7 separate regions of the Mus musculus genome follow, and all the other regions are linked to region 1. Evidence: chromatin contacts called from public Hi-C, HiCAR-type and HiChIP or PLAC-seq data. All regions are on one chromosome and are shown on one strand. The core of a region is the stretch at or near the end of the contact, and the rest is flanking DNA. Distances in the headings are between cores, read along the strand shown.

Region 1 (2,518 bases), core at 9-2,508:
TTTGCATATCATAGGAGGATCATGGGAGAATCTCTCACAGATAACGAGGGACACTGTATCAACTTACATGATGAGGAAACTGAAACTTGAGGGTTGGTGACCTGCCTCCTGCTTCTTAGAGATGTGAGTGATAAGCCTGGAATTAAGTACACAACCAGAGAGATCCTAAGAACACATACTCCCAACAGTCCAAAACATGGAAACCCACACAAATGACTCTATTAGATACCTATTTCTGTTTAACTGAGACTCCCGGAATGTGCTGGCTTGAGATGACAATTTATTTTCTGTGGATTGAGGTTCCAGCTGTAGCTCAGCCGGAGCCTCTGGCTTTTGTTCCCTCATTAGAGAGAAGTGAAGCCACCAGCAGAAAAACTGGGTCATCCTGAGGCAAAACTGGGATCAGAGCCTCTCTTCAATTCTTGTCATGTGGGTACTATCATAGCTGCCTGACTGTCCTCATGGAGTGGCAGTCAGGGATTCTAGTGACAGGGTATTGGGAGACACAAAATTTAAAACCCACTTTTTAGTTGCACCTCATTGTAAAAGTGGCATCCCATCATTGTTGCTGTATTTTTGTCTTCTGAAGCAAACTGGTGAGGCCAGGCTGTGTTGAAGGAAGAGGGGGATTCACTGAGAGTGCCGAAGAGGCTGCCTGTCTCAGAACGTTTGGAAATTGGAAAAATCAAAATGTGCAACAGAGGTAAGCTTCAAGTCTAAATTGTCAGAGCCATTTCCCCCACATTTACCTGTGGAAATGCTTGTTTTGTTTCATGAATGAAAATAAGCTTAAGTTTACACCTTTATTAAAACCTAGAGAAAGAACTGCCTTTGCTCGGGTGTCTTTAAATGCCCCTACTGTGTTGGGGAATTGCTCCACTAGTTGTGACAAGGACCCCTTCTTCCTGAAGATGAAGCAATAACAAAGGGCATTGCTCTCTCTCTCTAGTCTCTCCCAAGCGGTCCATCTTTCTGGCAGCTGCTGCCCCTTACAGTTCAGCAGCCCCTCACGCCCCTGCCATTTTCCACAGTGCAACACTGAAGCTAGGTCAGGCTGCTCTTTCATTAAAATTCCCCACAAATACAGCACTGTCGATTCCAAAACGGTTTTCCAGGCCTGGTCAGTCAGTAAGAAAGCCCGAAGAGCCTTGGAGGTTGCCATGGCAACCGCCAACCCAGAAAGGCAAGGAGGACAAGCAGGCTAAATTGGCTGCCTGGGGAAGCGGGCGGGGGTGTCCAGTTTTGGAGCCAGGAGCCAGACTGGGATGCTTCCTGCATACAGAATAGCCTGGAGGAACAGGGAAGTGGGTGTCTTTGAAAGCAGGTCAGAGGGGGAAGCCAGAAGGGACCAGTGTCTGCAGCTAGTCCATGCGTTCCCAGGGTATTAGAATCAGGGCTGGCTCTCTGTGCTCCAACCTCCGCCACCCCACCTCAACCGCCATATCTTCGGCATGTGCCATTCATGTAACACCTCATATAAGCAATTCCTCCCAACAAGGACACGAAACAGGAGATGGTGTAAGTGGCATGCACTCCGCTTTCCTCTGAGAAGAGAAGAGCGGTGTTTTCTAGAGTCCACTGCTCCACTGTCTTGCGCTTTCTCTCTTTGCCGCTCCCTCCACTCTTCCATCCCTCACCCTCCCACCCCTCCTCACCCCCTGCCTTTGCTCTTTCTCCATTTAATGTAATCTAAATAATTTTTCTTTCTTAAAAGATGTCTGCTGCCACCTGCTGGAAAATCTTATTCTTTGCAGATAAAATTGCAAACAACTGAGCTGAGAAAACAAGATACTGTAGAAAGTACCTACAGCATTTTGCTCCAACTCATTAGCTACTAAATACAAGGTTATTTGTTGTGTTCTGTTTCCACTCCTAGGCCCTCAGTGTTTTGGTGATGTCTTCAGACCTCCTGGAGATAGAGAGATCCTAAAATCCATGCGTCGGGTCGGTGGGCGGGTGGGGGGGGGGGGAAGATGCAGATGCCTCCTTGTCTTTCAGAATCTCCCAAATTGACTGAACATTACTCTTGCGTCCTCACGTTCTAACAGCCTCTCCCCCATCTCCTTCATCCACATTTTGTTCTGTCAAGGAAGGTCATTACAACCCACATTTATTTTATAAAGAATGCCAATTTGTTTCGCCTCTTGTTGGAATAGAGTCTTTTTACAGTCACTTAAAAATAGAAATCCAATATTATAATTTTGATATGCCAACTTCACAACCTAATCACTACATTTAGAACTAAAAGTTCCTCCAACTGTCACCTAAGGAAAAGGTCACCATACAAAGTGGCAAATTTCAAAAGAAAAATAGCCCACTACCGAACAGTTTTTATGTGCATACAAACCTCAGGTCATGTATTGTACACGACACCAAACTCCGATAGCTTTGAATGGTTTATTTCACATGAATTTCCTTCGCCTAATAAAACAGGTATTCCTTGCTAGCTGAGGGGGGTAGAGGGGGGTGGGAATTGGGGGAGTAAGAATGAGGGGGTAGAGGGGAAGGACAGCTTTTA
Region 2 (2,518 bases), core at 9-2,508, 1.0 Mb after region 1:
TGCTGGTGTTTCAATGCTCTTTTTTAAAAAAGATTGCTTTTCTTGATTTATGCTCCAGTGGTTCACCCACCCTTACACTGGTATCTCACCTGCTTTACTTTGCTTTCTCTAGTTATTGTATCCAATTTTTAGAGCGATTTGCTACCCTTTCCCTTGGTTTCTTTTAACTTTGAGCTATTGTTCAATCAAATGACCTTGTTATAAAATTTTTTGAGGGAATGGAGTGGCAGCCCTTAGGCCACAGGAATTTAATCTGTTATCCAGCAGCTGCCTTCCTTCCTTCACTAAGAAGTAAATGGGTGCTCTTGGCTGGGAAGTGAGATGTGCTGGGGAGCCTTGTAACTTGAGGGAGGGAGGGATCTGTGAGTGCTGTCTTCTTCACTCAAGGCCCACAGTTGGTCCTTGTTACTAAATCAGAAGATCAAAGGCTCTGTGGGTATGTGCAAGTGAGAGCAGGACTCCTGTATGTTTCTTTTATCCCCTCTTTGTAAACAGGCCAATGAAAATGTAACCTTCCCTTCTTTCCTACAGGGGAAAGGTCAGAGACTAGAAGGGCTTGGATGTCTTCTGGGTGGATGGAAAAATTGAAAGGACTGAGTTATGTGCTCTGAAAAAAAATCAGCTCGTGGAGGACCAAAGTATCTTTTCTTTTGTGTAAAGAGTGGTGAAGAAGCTGTAACAGGACCAGAATCTTAAGAGGATGGAGCCATGATCCAGGAGAGGTTCCTGTGTGATTGAAAACATGAATATATCTGGGAGTATGAGTCTATCAAAAGAATAATCTAGACTTGAATTTAATGTACAATTCGGTTTTTAAGTGTTAAAATTAGAGTCCTAAAGGAAAGTGAAATCTTAAAAGATGCTAGGCAATACCTAAGGCTATACACACAGATTACAAGATAGAAAAGGTGAGAGACACACAGAACTTCCCCTAGCCTTGGAGTTGGGAGACCTTTGGTTTTGAAAGTTTCCTGAGCTATGGGCTTGCTGTGTATCCCAGGATGGCTTCATACTGTCTTCCTGCATCAGCCTCCTCTCCCACCTCGAGTACTGGGATTTTGTTCAGATTATAGCTGTCCACTCTCAGGGATAAATCATTTTAGAGTTGGCCTCCGCATGCTTGTGTGTAACATGAAAAGAGTTCACTTACAGTAAAACTCAGAGGGTCTTTTGTTGGTGAAAATCATTTAACAGGGCAACTAAATACGCTAAGGAGGTGCTCTTTATCATTAGCCATTAGAGATGCAAATTAGCATCACAAGAGCCTATTGCTCATGCACCTGCAGTGCCACACTGACATGACAGTGGGAACAGTGTTTAATGACACTTTCTGTTCCTTTCTCTGAAAATGTCCTGTAATACAGCATCTTCTCCAATTCTATTTTCAGTTTTATTTTTCTTGATATTCTTAAATCACACTGTTTTGACATGCTTATGTGTCAACTGCAGTCAGGAAAGGACATCAAAGCAAATAAGAACTCTGGAAAAAAATGTGGTCAGAGATTAGCAGAAGAAGGAGCCAGATCTTAGATGACCAGCTAAGCCTTTCTCCCCTTGTTTTTAGTGTTTTGAGTGAAAAATTCTGAAGTCACTTGTGGAGACTTTGTATATTAGAAACTGGTAGTTAGTCTTCCTTTCTTGGGCTTGGGTTTTTTAGAGGGCTGGGGAACCTGGAAGTGTAACTAGGAGGTAACTGTGCTAGTTAAACTCTTGAACTGAAGAGCAATGGACAAGACTGAGAATCACAGTTGCCAAACTGCAAAGCTGATAAGCACATTCCCAAACTGGCCATTGGATCTGCACCATCACCCTTACAAATCTGCAAAGGGAGCTGGGGCTGCTGCTCAGTCATTGCCTCGTGTTTCTCTCCCTCTCTTAACCTGGAAAGTGAAATGCCAAGGCAGAGTCTGTAGAATCTTGTATTCTTTTTGTTGTTGTTGTTTGTTTGTTTTTTGAGAGAGGGTTTCTCTGTATAGCCCTGGCTGTCCTGGAACTCACTCTGTAGAACAGGCTGGTCTCGAACTCAGAAATCTGCCTGCCTCTGCCTCCCAAGTACTGGGATTAAAGGTGTGCACCACCACTGCCAGGCTTGCCCATTTTTTTTTTTAATTATTGAATTTTTAGAGTCATAATTTTTATGTTCCACTTATTAGTCCATGATGAGATTTTATTTACAGATACTTTCTCCTTTGAAAAAATTGTCTTTATTTTCTTACATGTTTCAAACAAGGGATTTTTATGAAATCTGGTTTCTTATTTTAGAAAAAAGAGCATGAGTCTATGGAATTTGTCCTTCAGAGTTGGATTCTTAGCAGATAAGGTGACTTTTAGAAACTGTATTTTCATGCAAAAATGTTTTTTGATCTTGATTGGGATTACTTTGAGTCATTATTCAGATCTAAGTCTGTAGATAAATATGTGTAAAAAAACAACACTAAATCTCTAAACCATGAATGTGTTCCATGTATATAGGTATTCTTTCAGGGCTCAGCTGTGTTTAGAGTTAAACCTTTAGTTT
Region 3 (2,518 bases), core at 12-2,511, 980 kb before region 1:
AGCTTGCAGTATCAAAATGGATCCCTACAAAGCCTATCTTCCTCTAAGATTCTTCCTACATGCTCTCTTTCTCTTATTTGTTATTCTTTCTATTTAGAGCAGCTTGCATTTTCTCTCCAAATTCTTTTTTGGATAATCCGTTTTATGCATCTTGTTTAGTACAAGCCACATATTTATAAATGTTACACATCTCCTCCTAGTATAGAGTTTGATAAGTACACTGACATATGAAATGTACCAAATAGTACTAAAATTTAAGAGGTGGGTGATTATTTTTAAAATGAAAGATGAATTACTTATACAATTACTCGGTGGCCGGAAAGGTCTCCAAAACCCAAAGTGAAAAAAACACTAACTTCAAAAGTCAGTCTGCAGATACTGCCAGGTAAAGCACGGCACGGACTGACCCAACTCACACAGAAGCGAGAGTCATTTACAGGGCTAAAAACCAAAAGAAAATGAATTTGTAATCAAACGCAGTAGGAGACAGTTTTAAGAATCCGCAATTACTAATTAGATAATGATTTTACTTCAAAGAAGTCATAGGTCTCTCATGACACCCTTCGGCTCTTCTCCTTCTAGTGTCCTTCCAGCGCCTTTCAGGCGTGCGTTCTCTTGTAAGCACCTGCAGCACTGAAGTCCACCCTGGCTAGCATCACTTTGCGTCGCTACAACACCCTTTCCGAATTTTGAGGCTAACTGGATCCGAAACCCGAAATTGCTAGGAAAGTGAAAGCAGAGGTCCCTTTGGCTCTGGTTGTCCTCTCGACACACCCGGGTAGCCCCGGCTTAACAGGGCTGCGCTCCGCCGCTCCCTCTACCTCAACCCCAATGTCTTCTGGATGCCCGATCAGCAGCTCCGCACTTCTGGCCCCGCGACTAGTCCCACTTCCCGGGTGTCCCACCCAGTGGGGACTGCAGGCCCCGGCGCACGTGCGCATCCTCCCATTCATTGGATCGCCGGCTGTCATTGGCATGGTGACCTCTACGCCGCGGACAGCGCGCGCGTCCCGGCCTCACCTGCGCGCGGGTGTCCGAGGCGGCACGTGTTCCGAGAGGCTCCACACAGCCAGGTCGTTCCCGCCGCGGGCTCCCGACCGCGGTCGGCCTCCAGGAGCAGCCACGCCGCCAGCACGACCAGCGCATAGCCATGGTTCAAGTCTGAAAGTCGCGGCGGGCCGTAGCTCCGCCTCTGCCCCAAGCCCAAACCCGGAGCCGGAAGCTGGGCACCGGAAGCGCGAAGCCGCACCCTGTTCCCCACCCGGTCGCCTGTCCTCTTCAACCCTCCTCGGAGCCACTGGCTCTAGTCGGGAGCCGCGTCCGCTTTTATCCAGAAATGTGCGTCCGAACTGTTGTCCTACGCGGGACAAAGCGTGCAGAAATCTGGTTCCGGTACCTGCTAACCCTGAGGCCATTGTTTTCGCAATGCCAAGCTCCGAGTGGACGTGCCAACTTCCTCTAATTAGTCTACGCTGTGGGTTATTGTGTAACAGAAGCTAAGTTGACCTTATCTCTTAGCTTTTGGACTCTATCCTGAAAGCCTTAGAGATGTATACATGCATAGTTTAGCGGTTTTGTTCATGTCTGGATATGGGAGACCAACCCTTGGATGTAATGAACTACGCAAAATTAATTTTTTTTCGTTATCTTATCTCGCCGTGTAGACCAGATTGGCTTTGTATAGACCAGATTGGGTTCAAATTGACCATCCTGCCTCAGCCTATTGCTGCTGAGATTACCGACCTGCGTCCCCATTTCCAACTCTATTTGCTAATGCATACAGTGCAGCTCAGGATGCTCAAGAAAATGTTTTTATTGTCGTTGTTTCATTTGTTCATTTTGCCTGTCGCATGTCGGATTTATTCCGAAGTTGAAACAGCATTTTTATAACACTTTCATCAAATGATTATACATGCTCGTAATAATCTTACGCCATAATCTTAGGTGGAGGCAATGAGAGGCAAGCGCTGGGGAGACTGAAGAAGTTTACTGCCTTCCCATGTTGATGTTTTTTTTCCCATTCATTCATTAATTCATTTTACATCTCGACCCCCCTCTCCTCCCAGTCTCCCTCCTAGGAAGAAATAAACCAGCTGTAATTTTCTGAATCATAATTTTTTTTCTTGTTTGCAACACACTTAAAGAGGGTTAACCCTAAAGTTGAGCTCATTATTTTCTTATTAGGTTTCTATGTTAAAAATGGAGGTTATACATGTATGAAACTTGTCAAAATAAAACGTTTGCTGTTTAGGGTTTTGACTGAGTGGTTGGGTGTTTTCCTAGCATGCACAACATCCTGGGTTCCATCCCAACACCACAAATTACTTAATGAATGAGTGAATGAAATAATCAAATAGGTAGGCTTTGCCTAGATAAGTGTAGCAATAAATACTTTCATGTTCTTTTGACAATGTTATGACCTGTGGTATATTGTTATTGGTAATCTTCCTTTGCAGGTAGGGCAACAGGAATAACCCACAGGGAGAAGGATAGCAATCCACAATTCTGCTGGGCATTT
Region 4 (2,518 bases), core at 12-2,511, 910 kb after region 1:
CTGCTCTTCCCTGGACAACATCTCATTCATCTGAGCAAAGCCCTATAAGTGGTTCTAGTTGAGGGTTATGAGCCGCTCCCTTATCCCCAAACTTGTACTGACACTGCCCTTCTAGACCTATTAAGATGCTGCTCCTTACCCAGCTAAGCAAACCTTTTACAGGAACCATCTTCTTTACTGTTCAAGTGTTCACTTAAATACCTATCCCTTGTTCTCCAGTTGGGGGAAGAATTTTTGCATCGTACTTCAAGGCTAAAAAGCAGCAGTAGTTGTTGACATCTGGGCAAGTGATTTGCCCGCTGTGTTGTCTTCTATCAGTATCATCTGTCTGGCAGACAGAGGAACTCGGCCTGACTTCCCATCTAAGTACTTGTTAGATGTAATAGAAAATATCGTTCACAAACCATAAAATTGAGCTGACAGCTCTCAACTGAAGTTTGTAAGTATACTGTGGGGAAGGTACATGTGCACATATGTACACATAACAACATGCACAGATCCACACGTATGGAGGCTAGAGAATAACCTCAGGTATCAATGGGGCAAGAACTCTCACTGGACTAGAGACCATCAAGTAGGTGAGGCTGGCTGGCCAGGGAGCTTCAGGGCCCTGCTTGTCTCAGGCTCGCTAGTGATAGGATTTCAAGCGTGTGCTTCTAACACATGGCATATTTTTTTCCCTGTAAATTGTAGGGATTAATTATACCTATGTCCTCAGGATTTGTCCAGCCATCATTTATACTCTTCACATCTTTTCATCTTTTTTGTTTTGTTTCAGAGATAAGATCTTCTTGCTTTGTTACCCAGGTTGGTCTCAAACTCTGGGCCTTAAGTAACCCTCCTACCTCAGATTCCTTTTTGGTTTGTTTTTGTTGTTGTTGTTGTTGTTGTTGTTGTTGTTGTTGTTGTTGTTGTTTCAGGCGTAGAGGGTGGAGGGACCATCAGTGGAGTCAGCTAAGCCATGTTATTTTGCACACTCCTAAAGCCTTTACTGGCTCTCAGACTGAACAATAAATACACTCGCTCGGCTCCTCACATGCCCATTCTCTGCTTCTAGGCAGCCTCATGCAAGCGGCACCTCATACAATTCTGCATCGGCTTTCTTTCCCCTCCCATTTCATCCTAAGCATTCTCGCCCAGTGTTTCTCCCTGTTCGAAGCCAGAGCATTGTGTGTGCAGAGCTGTGTCTGCCTAGGGCTGTGCAGGGTGTGCTGAGAGCAGCGTGGACTTTGTAACACAGACAACTGCCCTTGGGAATACTAATTGCACGGCTGATAAATTGGGGCGGGGGAGCCTCAGGGACAATGCCAGACCCACCCTGGCTGAGCACAGAACCGGAAGGCACATCTGCAGAACCCAGCAGTCAATCAAAGAAAGCAATCCTTTTCTCTCTCTGAAATTTTCACTTCCTTTGGCTTCCCTCCTCTCTTAGGCCATTCCAGGATCAACCATTTCAAGAGCCAGAACAAAGCAGAACCAGCCAAAATTAAAAAAAAAAAAAAAAAAAAAAAAGCTCAGAATCAAGGTCTAGGCTATTTTGTCAAGTTCAGGATTAGCTGGAAAAGCCCTGTCTCTCTGGTCTTGTGCCCCCTATCATGAAACTCCATTTTCCCAAGCCATTCTTGTGGTACGTCATCATTCACCAATCAGAGAGCCCAGTGGGGTGATATTTAATTCATGTCTGTCAATCAGGACACAAAGAAAAGGCCTTCAGCTGGCCGGAGAGAATCCTGTGCTCACCAAACAAAGAGTCCGCAGGGATCTCTGGGCCCAGCCGCCAACCACGCTAGGGGAGCAGACTGCACACTACCAGCTCCTCATGTGGGTTCAAAATAATTGTGTCTTTGGAATCCAAGAGAAAGATGAAAGAGATTAAACCGACCATCCCTGCGACAGTCGGGATGGGATTGGGACTCTGGTATCTGAGCCCCTCTGTCTCGAATCAGCATGTCCTTGGCACCAGTCAGACCTCTGTGTCCCATCCAAATATTTGAATTTTAGAGACAAGACAGCAGTCTGACCCTCCTGAGTTGCAGTTATATTAGCTCCGTGATTTTTAAACACACATATCAGCAAAAGCAAGTCATTTAGATAAGAATCTTGTGTATGTTTAAAAAAAAATTGACGCCTCTCTTCCATGTCTGGCATTGATCTTTGGAAGTCGGTGGGATATGAACAATTATAAGTTAAATGAAACACTTCCCTTACAGTTGTCGGCAACACAAACACAGGATTCAGAGCAGCAGATGGGTGACAAAGGAACGGGTCCTCTCTTTGAAAATTAGCTCACCAGCGACCCCTCCCCTACACAGTCACTAAGAAGTGCAGCGAGCCTTCTTTCTTCCCAGTAGATCAAAATGCTGAGCGCTTGACCCTAAAAAAAAAAAACAAAAAACGGGATCCAGAGCTGCTGCTGCAGAACCTTCCGAGGCCCAATCTCTCCTTGCTCCTTACTCAGAGGACATTTCACACCTTTTTCTTTCAACTTATGTTTACCTTGCTCTCTCATTTTAGTGGT
Region 5 (2,518 bases), core at 6-2,505, 860 kb before region 1:
ATCAGACAGGAGACACCACCTGGAAGGACATTGGGTACAAGCGACTCTTTTTCTTATCTTCTGCTATCTTGCTAGCCAGCATTCCTCTTCAGGCCCACGTGCTCCCATTTTAGGGAGGCCCAGAAGGCAAAACCCTCGGTTTAGTATGAAAGCCAAAGTTTCTTTTCTGAAGTTTCAGTTTGGAGTCCCAGATTGGCGCACTTGCTTTTGTTCACACCATATCACTGCCGGTATGGAGGATAAACCCACAGCCTCTTGTCTGCTCAGTTTTCCCCTTTACTCGGCGTTCCCATCACAAAACTACTCTTTGAACAGAGATGCTGAGACGCTCTAGGAGAGCACATGTCACTCTGCACCTTGGTATGAAAGCTGAGAAATACATCGCCAAGGGGAATGAAGAGGTACACGTGATAAAGTCCGAGCGAGGGGCCTGTACTGGGGGTTCTAGCGGTGGTGGTGGCAGTGGTGGTGGTGGTGGTGGTGGTATACAAGAGCATTCTTGTCTTTCAATATATAAAGCATTTTCTGAATCTTCACTCCAAACTAAATTAGGAAACCCTTGTCTGGTATTCAAACTTATCCTTACCACATTTTTTACAAAGAAAAGGAGACTGAGAGGGAAAGACAGGCTTCAAAAAGCAGAACTGCAGTTAAAGTTTTAAATGAAGGGAAACACTTTGAGCTATGTGTCCTCTGACTCTCAAATGAGTCTCCTCAGACTACCACTTAATGTGAGGTGCCCTAAAATGCCTCAGGGGATGTTTTGTTTCAAGATTAGCTCAATTTAATGTGGGGTCCCTGAGACCTGGTAACATTTCTTAAGCAGAAAATCTGTTAAAACAAAACGCAGTGGGGAGAAGAGGGAGCCACAGGTCAAGAGCACAAGAGGTGCCCAGGGGACCTGAAGCTTCCTGGCTGCCAGGGGAAGGGGGGGGGGGCGTGTTCACGTGGCCGGTGCGTGGACCTGTGCCACAACTGTTGTCTCCCCCACCCCCATAGGACACGCAGTGTGGCAGCCTGAGTACCCCAAACCCGTGCGCAGGACTAGGGTGCCGCTTACCTTGACTGCTGGGAGGAGGGTGCGAGGGGGGCTTGCAGAGATGCGAGGAGGCTGTGCAGAGATGCGCGGGGCTGAGCCAGAGATGGGCCGGGTTGAGCCTAAGTGCACCGGAATGAGCAGAGATGAGTGGTTGGCGCCTCTGGGCTGGACCGGCCTCGAGGCGAGGACGTGGGCTCAGGGAGGAGGAAGTGCTTTGAGCCCTGCCCACCCGGCGGCGCAGACTCTCGGCTTTGCACGGAGGTGCTAGCTAGCAAAGCCCTGGAGGAGAATAGACAGACACCAAGCCCCGCCTAAAGGGCTCCGCAAGTTTAGCAAGTTCGGGTTGTTTTTTCCAAACCCTGTCCACCCCTGGAAGAAAACACTTCCTGCCCTAAGGTCAGAGAAAGCCTTCTCTCATCTGTGTGGGTCTTGTGTTCTTTGTAAGAGTCTGAGACTAACGCCCAGATGCTAGTCTGAAGGGTTAGTGCTCAAGGGGTGCTCAGGACTAAAAGTCTCAGATTAGCTGAGAAACTCCCTACAAGAGAGTTCACCAGTCAGTAACACCTGCAGGCAGTTAGTTCCCAAGGAGATCTAAATATCAACCTACGTTGGTTACAATTTTGAGACTTGAGCGGAACAGATGTAAGTTCCCTTTTCTGCCCCACAAAACCGTCAAGCTCCCTGAGCATCTGCGCAGCCTCCACTTCCCCCAAGACTGCCTCCTTTCACTGTTTTAATAAAAGGACCCTCTGCTTCTGTTGAGGCCTGTCTTCCGTTTATTTTCACATCGTGTGGATCAATCCCAATCTATTAAGTTCCACAAAGGGTAAAGGGGCCAGCTTATTTTGCAACAGCCTTCTATGTCTTTACCTCAACCCTCGCTGCACTTCCTCAATCTGCCATTGTCTAAGACTTCCTGGACCAGCCCAGAAGGGGACGTTCCAGTTAGGGTGGACAGAGAAGTGGTGCAGTGTGATGGCCTTTGTGCCAGAGTAGATCTTTCCCTGGGTGGAGGTAAAGGAAGGGCTCAGCAGGTGTCTGTTCTCAGTGGAGACTACTCTGATGATGGGCTGTGGTCCCTCCAACATCTTTATTTTTTAAAGTCAGAGTGTAATTGTCACACTGGCTGTCCTCGAACTTACAATGTATATCAGGCTGGCTTCGAACATATAGAGATCCTCCTGCCTCTCATGTGCCACCAAGATCACTTTCTGGTTTTGTTCTTATGATTTTGTTTGTTCATAGCTTGTATATCACAAGATTGACTGGGACTCACTCTGAGAGAAAGTGTTTAGGGAGATCTGAAAATACAGCCACTAAAATCAATTATGATTTTAAATGATGATTGAGTTAATTTCTCTTCCTCTACACAGCTGTGTCTTTAAGGGTTCACTGTAAGGCAAAATGGTGGAGACATGAAGATATAAATTAGACATATAATTAATTTCAGATAGTTCCAGTACTCAATGGGAGACTATA
Region 6 (2,518 bases), core at 6-2,505, 830 kb before region 1:
CCTGATAAATTTAGGAAGCAATGAGTGAATATGACCTTCACTTTCACTGAAGTGACACCAGATGTTTAAAAGGAGCGGGGTTTCAACTTCACAACCATCTGTCCCTCAATATGTTTAAACTGTACCGCATTGTTTTATTTTTTTGGGAGGGTTTAAATGCAGTTTAGAAAGAATTTAAGCCATCGTAGACAAATGTGATAAAATATTAGGACTGATGAGGTGGCCCAGTGGGTAAGGATGCTTCACCAAGCCTGATGACCTGAGTTAACTTTCTGGAACCCACACAGTAGAAGGAGAGAACTGACTCCTGCACGTTGTTCTCTGACCTGCATACAGGTCCCTCCATCCCCGCAAAAGCCCATAGAAATACAAGGATATTCAGTGCCATTAGTGTATAGGTACTGATTGGTCAGAATGGAAGTCAGCTATTCAGAGCAGGTACTGTCTTGCTTCACATCTGCAAATATCAGCTCTGGCTTTGGAAATTATGAAACAGTGAATCCAAGAAATTAAGACTATTAACATTGTAGGTCTGGATAGAGCTATAACTTAATGGTAGAGTATGTGGCTGGGGTTAGAAAAAGAAAGAAAGAAAGAAAGAAAGAAAGAAAGAAAGAAAGAAAGGAAGGAAGAAAGGAAGAAAGAAAGAGAAAGAAGAAAGAAAAGAGAAGAAGAGAATTTCCCTATTTTGATTTGTTGCATATAATTTGAGTGTCTTTTGCATACATGAAAGAAGAAAAGTGATTGAGTAAGCAAAAGTGAGTTGTACTTGAGTTATAAATGAAATTGAGTTGTAAATGAAATTATCAAGGGTTTCCTACTAAGTAGAAGGTGCCTGGGGCAATGCCAAACACGGACCTGTTTTGGTGGGTCTTGTGTGTGTGTGTGTGTGTGGGGGGGGGGGGCGCTCCCAGCTCAGCTCTCCACTCTTCTTCCCGAGGCCTCACGCCCTCTTGTCCTTTCTGACCTCGACCTCGACCTCTGATCAGATATGGCTGAATTTAAGCATATTAGCCAGGGGAGGAAAAGAAATTAACCAGGAATCCACCGCACAGCGCACAGCGCTGTGAGGCAAATGTAGCATACGCTGCTCCAGGCCGGGCCTTTTTTTGGCCCGGGTCTTTCTTGAATCGGGTTGCTTGGCGATGCAGCCCAAAGCGGGTGGTAAACTCCATCTAAGGCTAAATACGGGCCGGAGACCGATATTCAACAAGTACCGTAAGGGAAAGTTGAAAAGAACTTTGAAGAGAGAGTTCAAGAGGGCGTGAAACCTTTAAGAGGTAAACCGGTGGGGTCTGCGCAGTCCTTCCGGAGGATTCAACCTGGTGGCACGCCCGGCGAGCCGGTGGTCCCAGCGGATCTTTCCCACTCCCCGTTCCTCCCGGTCCCTCAACCCTCCCGCCGATCCCCCCACCCCGCATCCCGCAGCCGCTGTCCCCGCTTCCCCGCCTCACTCTCCCCACCCCCAGAGGGGGGAGGGTCTTGGGCGGGGCAGGGGATGGGGCCAGCAAGAAACCTGCGGTTGCCAGGCGCACTTCCCCGAGACCAGCTCTGGCTTTGGACACCTGGGGAAGGCCCGGGTGGAAGGTGGCTGGCGGGGCGCGGGTGGGGTGGGGTGGGGCCGCTTCAGCTGTGGCGCGGAACCACCCCGCCCCTCTCCGCCGCAGCAGCGTTCGCCTAATCCGGGGGCAGAGGAAGCCAGATACCCTAGAAACCCGTCGCCCCGCTTCGCCCCCCCCCCCCCACACTTCAACGGGGTGGGGGGCTGGGCCGCCCCTCCCACGGCAAGACCCCTCTCCCACACACCCCCCCGCCCCCATCGCCTCTCTCCCTCTCACGGGGAGGGGACCTGGTGGCGGGACGGACTGTCCCCAGTGCATACTTGACTGGACCTGACATGTTTTCCTTTTGTATCTGTGCAGGGTTCCCAGACTGCCCTTTGAGAATAAAATGGGAGGCCAGACCAAAGTCTTTTGGATAAAGCACTGGGAGTGACTACACACTAATCCATTTGTTTGGAACGACTGGCAGCCTTCCTTCCCAAGGCATGGGTCATCCCAGCTTGGGAAGACCTCCCTCCCTCCCTCCCTCCCTCCCTCCCTCCCTCCCTCCCGACCCATTTTCACTCTTCCACCATACACTCAATTAAATAAATAAATAAATAAATAAATAAATAAATAAATAAATAAATAAATGAAGTTTCCAGTTATTTATTTGTCTAAGCTACCTAAATTCTCCCTCAACACCTCCCCCTACTCCCCACCCCCACGCAGCCATCTCCTTGTGGGGGTAGGGACCAGCACATCTGTGTCTTTCTCTCTATGAACTACTTGTTTTCCTGTCCACATTGCTCCAGCACTATGTAGCCCTTTGGAAATGGTAATGGAGTTGATAACACACCCTATCAGAAAGGGAAGGCTCCACTCACTCACTCACTCACTCACTCACTCTCACCCAACCCCGCTCTGCTACCTCAAGGATTTCTAAGGCAGAATCTGGCTTTGTATTTCTAATTTTT
Region 7 (2,518 bases), core at 10-2,509, 780 kb after region 1:
GCCTACACCTTACACTCCTCTTCTTCCACAGTTCTGGTCCTTAGAGATTAACAGCTAAAGTGCTGAGCATGGCTGATCCACCAAACATAAGTACAATATTATTACACAATTATTCCAACTTAGGGCAACATGGATTGATAGGTAACTATTTTCCCTTCAGAGCAACACAACCAGCATTCCTCTTGCCAGTGTGTGCACTTGATCTTAGCCAAAGAGTGAAGAAGCTAGTGTGTGTGGGTGAGTGTGTGTGTGTTGCTATGTTTAGAAACCCCGTGGCTTTTCACATCCTAGGCAAATGCTCTATCACTGAACTACACACTATCCTAGCAAAAATCTTTTGGAGAAGACATAGTCAAGAGAACTAATGTGAGGCCTTTAAACCCAAAGTGTGCTGAGTGCAGGCTCTGGCATGATATGGGAGACCAAGGATATATAACCAGAAAGCAGGACCTTAGAGGAAAGAACAAAGAACCAGGGCGCTGGGCTATTAGAAAGCTGGAATTAGGGGTTGGTTTAACAACAGATTCATAAAACAAGGCTTCCTAATCAGAGTAGAATAATTGCCTTTAGCTACAACCTGAGACAATTAGAGTCAAGTGGTAAATCTGATACAGTATTTTGTAAAATGTCCCTGCCCTGGACCCATCGGATCACTAGGGTTTGGTCAGAGGAAATGCCGGCTCGGATCGTGGAGCTTTCCAACTCCTGGCAGGACGCCAAGCTCTGAAGTCCTCCGGGATACTCCGGCCCACTTCCAATGCTCGAGAACGCACTGCACTGACTCTTTTTAATGCATTGACTTGGGACAAATGTGCATTTAAAATCTGGCAGGGAGGAGTCTTGGAGATTGCTGGCCTGGGGGCTGCAGCGATGGGCTTTGAGAAGGCAAATAACAGGGGACTGCTTTTTCTCCTGAACGAATCGCAGGCCTGTCCCATATCCCCGCGGGCTGCAGAGTCGGCAAAGGGGCAGGCGGGGGTTGGGGGGCGGTAAGCCAGGGACGCTCCCCGGAGCGCGCTCAGGTGCATCAGGCGCTGCTCCACAGCTGCTCCCGCGCCGCTTTGGGAATGAGGCTCGACTCTAGTCCCAGCTTTCCCGCCCGCAGGCTGGGGGCGGGGCGGGCCCAGCCACATTCTCCCCCACCCCACCCCCCCGCCCACGCCCACGCATCCTCCGGGCGTCTGTCTGTCCAGCGTTCCCCGCGAGAGACGTGGCCGGGAGCAGTGAGAAGGCGCCAGACTCTAGGCGAGGCGTCGTGGTAAATGCGAACTCTGGATTCGGGCTCCCTTAGCTCGCGCCCCTCCCCTCTCCTCCCTTCGTTGCACCCCTTCACTTCCACCTCCCACCCCTTTAGCTGAATTGCGTTGGGGTGAGAACGGCCAAGGCTTTGTTCCTCCTGCGGGCGGAGATCGCTGGCTTCTTCGCATCCAAGCCTCCTCTCTCCACCCCATCTCACGAAAACCCTACTAAAATCACTCCTTCATCCAGAGTTCCCAGTAACTCCTCCCTTCCCACTCTCTCCTGGGTTTTTGGCCCGGAAGCCTGCCTCCTACCGAGTCCCCACTTCGGCTAGCCACAAGGAGTCTGGCCTGTGAGTCCGGGTGTAGGAAGACCCCAGCATGCAGCTCGAGAGACCATTCTGCACTGCCTATTAGCACTTCAATGAGTTTTGTTTTCAAAACGGCAGAGAACTAACTCTTCAGGGCAACCAAAATGCAAAGTAACGCAAGTGAATACAATTGGAACTTAGAATGTGGAGCGCGACTCTGCAGAAGCCAGCAGCCAGAGTGCCCTCTGCCTTCACTTGATATGCGAGAAAAACCCAGCAGTGTGTCAAGATGGAAGGTGGGGCCAGATCCAAACCTCTGCAATTCGGGGGATCATTCAGGTGTCAACCGGAGGGTACCCACCTCCCATAATCTTGAAATTAAGCTCTAGCAGATGGTGGTTATGACTCCAGGATTGGAATGAAAAGGTGTGAAGGTGGTGGGTGAGGCTGGTTTGCCATTAAGATCCTCTTTCCAGAGCCCAGCATGTAATTCACAGCTAATCTGTTTATGGAAATGATTGGATGTGTTTATGGATTGATTTAGAACGAGTGGGTTCAGAAGGAAACGCCTCTCGGTTAAATAGAACTGTTCAGGTTGAACAGGTCTTAGTTAAACATCGGGAACCTACCTTTCCTCAAGGAGTTCCAGGTTCCGCTCCTATGTGGGGAGCGGGTGTGGCGGCAGTCCCAAAGGTGCCAGGGACTGTAGCTAAGTCATATGACTTGCACCTGACTTCCTCATATAAGACACAAACATCTTGAGTGCTGCGCAGGTGTACCAGGATACAGGTGAATCCAATTTGGTGGAGATTTGCCCCTGCTGCCCTGATTAGCTGAAGCCTCGTGACTGGCGAGGGGGCGTGGCCTGCTGTGCGTGGATGGGAACTGAGAGTATAAAAGAGTGAGAGGCCCAGGGTTCGGGGGAGATATAAAAACAAGGGAGATATAAAAACAAGGGAGATATAAAAA

The links. A called contact is a pair of places that touch in the nucleus more often than the background predicts. HiCAR-type assays count read pairs that join an accessible place to other places. HiChIP or PLAC-seq counts read pairs in DNA pulled down with a chosen protein or histone mark.
Region 2: a contact with region 1 is called in an H3K27ac HiChIP or PLAC-seq map of oligodendrocyte precursor cells, with 14 times the contacts expected there. The contact joins two enhancer-like sites. A contact is called at or near these places in 1 of 484 Hi-C or Micro-C datasets (embryonic fibroblasts) and 6 of 115 datasets of contacts at active chromatin or transcription factors (embryonic forebrain, embryonic stem cells, forebrain and 2 more).
Region 3: an H3K4me3 HiChIP or PLAC-seq map of embryonic forebrain shows a contact between it and region 1, with 8 times the contacts expected there. The contact joins the promoter of Pdss1 here to the enhancer-like site in region 1. A contact is called at or near these places in 3 of 39 promoter capture datasets (the SN4741 cell line, cranial neural crest and second pharyngeal arch cranial neural crest), 11 of 115 datasets of contacts at active chromatin or transcription factors (astrocytes, craniofacial prominence, embryonic basal ganglia and 7 more) and 1 of 9 other capture datasets (adipose tissue).
Region 4: a contact with region 1 is called in a Hi-C map of the N1E-115 cell line, with 5 times the contacts expected there. The contact joins two enhancer-like sites. A contact is called at or near these places in 1 of 484 Hi-C or Micro-C datasets (the N1E-115 cell line) and 3 of 115 datasets of contacts at active chromatin or transcription factors (astrocytes, differentiating embryonic stem cells and stem cell-derived neural progenitor cells).
Region 5: a HiCAR-type map of astrocytes shows a contact between it and region 1, with 4 times the contacts expected there. The contact joins the promoter of Apbb1ip here to the enhancer-like site in region 1. A contact is called at or near these places in 5 of 39 promoter capture datasets (cranial neural crest, frontonasal cranial neural crest, maxillary cranial neural crest and 2 more) and 5 of 115 datasets of contacts at active chromatin or transcription factors (acute myeloid leukemia, astrocytes, bone marrow-derived macrophages and 2 more).
Region 6: a contact with region 1 is called in an H3K4me3 HiChIP or PLAC-seq map of embryonic basal ganglia, with 6 times the contacts expected there. The contact joins two enhancer-like sites. A contact is called at or near these places in 10 of 115 datasets of contacts at active chromatin or transcription factors (bone marrow-derived macrophages, embryonic basal ganglia, embryonic forebrain and 6 more).
Region 7: a contact with region 1 is called in a HiCAR-type map of astrocytes, with 3 times the contacts expected there. The contact joins two enhancer-like sites. A contact is called at or near these places in 6 of 115 datasets of contacts at active chromatin or transcription factors (astrocytes, bone marrow-derived dendritic cells, embryonic midbrain and 2 more).

Annotation. Positions count from the first base shown.
Region 1 is chr2:21,917,146-21,919,663 of GRCm38.p6, reverse strand. Gm39767 (a long non-coding RNA gene) reads left to right here. Exons shown (of 6, transcript XR_866004.1): 4 at 590-703. Among named protein-coding and RNA genes, the nearest start is that of Gm39767, 46 kb to the left of the region's middle. Within about 2 kb of position 1,258, at least 113 of the 459 cell types and tissues checked have an H3K27ac peak or open chromatin away from gene starts, as enhancers often do. A contact at or near this core is called in the N1E-115 cell line, astrocytes, craniofacial prominence and 9 more, where this site is marked.
Region 2 is chr2:20,920,486-20,923,003 of GRCm38.p6, reverse strand. All of the region lies in intron 1 of Arhgap21 (Rho GTPase activating protein 21), which reads left to right. Among named protein-coding and RNA genes, the nearest start is that of Arhgap21, 46 kb to the left of the region's middle. Within about 2 kb of position 1,258, at least 27 of the 459 cell types and tissues checked have an H3K27ac peak or open chromatin away from gene starts, as enhancers often do. A contact at or near this core is called in oligodendrocyte precursor cells and stem cell-derived neural progenitor cells, where this site is marked.
Region 3 is chr2:22,894,265-22,896,782 of GRCm38.p6, reverse strand. It overlaps Pdss1 (prenyl (solanesyl) diphosphate synthase, subunit 1), which reads right to left and starts at 1,261. Exons shown (of 11, transcript NM_019501.3): 1 at 1,021-1,261. The coding sequence starts at 1,152.
Region 4 is chr2:21,009,689-21,012,206 of GRCm38.p6, reverse strand. No RefSeq gene overlaps it. Among named protein-coding and RNA genes, the nearest start is that of Gm13375, 42 kb to the right of the region's middle. RefSeq lists an enhancer at 1-2,518. Within about 2 kb of position 1,261, at least 60 of the 459 cell types and tissues checked have an H3K27ac peak or open chromatin away from gene starts, as enhancers often do. A contact at or near this core is called in the N1E-115 cell line and stem cell-derived neural progenitor cells, where this site is marked.
Region 5 is chr2:22,773,064-22,775,581 of GRCm38.p6, reverse strand. Apbb1ip (amyloid beta (A4) precursor protein-binding, family B, member 1 interacting protein) reads right to left here and starts at 1,255. Exons shown (of 14, transcript NM_019456.2): 1 at 1,061-1,255.
Region 6 is chr2:22,743,603-22,746,120 of GRCm38.p6, reverse strand. No RefSeq gene overlaps it. Among named protein-coding and RNA genes, the nearest start is that of Apbb1ip, 29 kb to the left of the region's middle. Within about 2 kb of position 1,255, at least 243 of the 459 cell types and tissues checked have an H3K27ac peak or open chromatin away from gene starts, as enhancers often do. A contact at or near this core is called in embryonic basal ganglia, embryonic limb bud, forebrain and 1 more, where this site is marked.
Region 7 is chr2:21,140,647-21,143,164 of GRCm38.p6, reverse strand. No RefSeq gene overlaps it. Among named protein-coding and RNA genes, the nearest start is that of Enkur, 63 kb to the left of the region's middle. Within about 2 kb of position 1,259, at least 166 of the 459 cell types and tissues checked have an H3K27ac peak or open chromatin away from gene starts, as enhancers often do. A contact at or near this core is called in astrocytes and stem cell-derived neural progenitor cells, where this site is marked.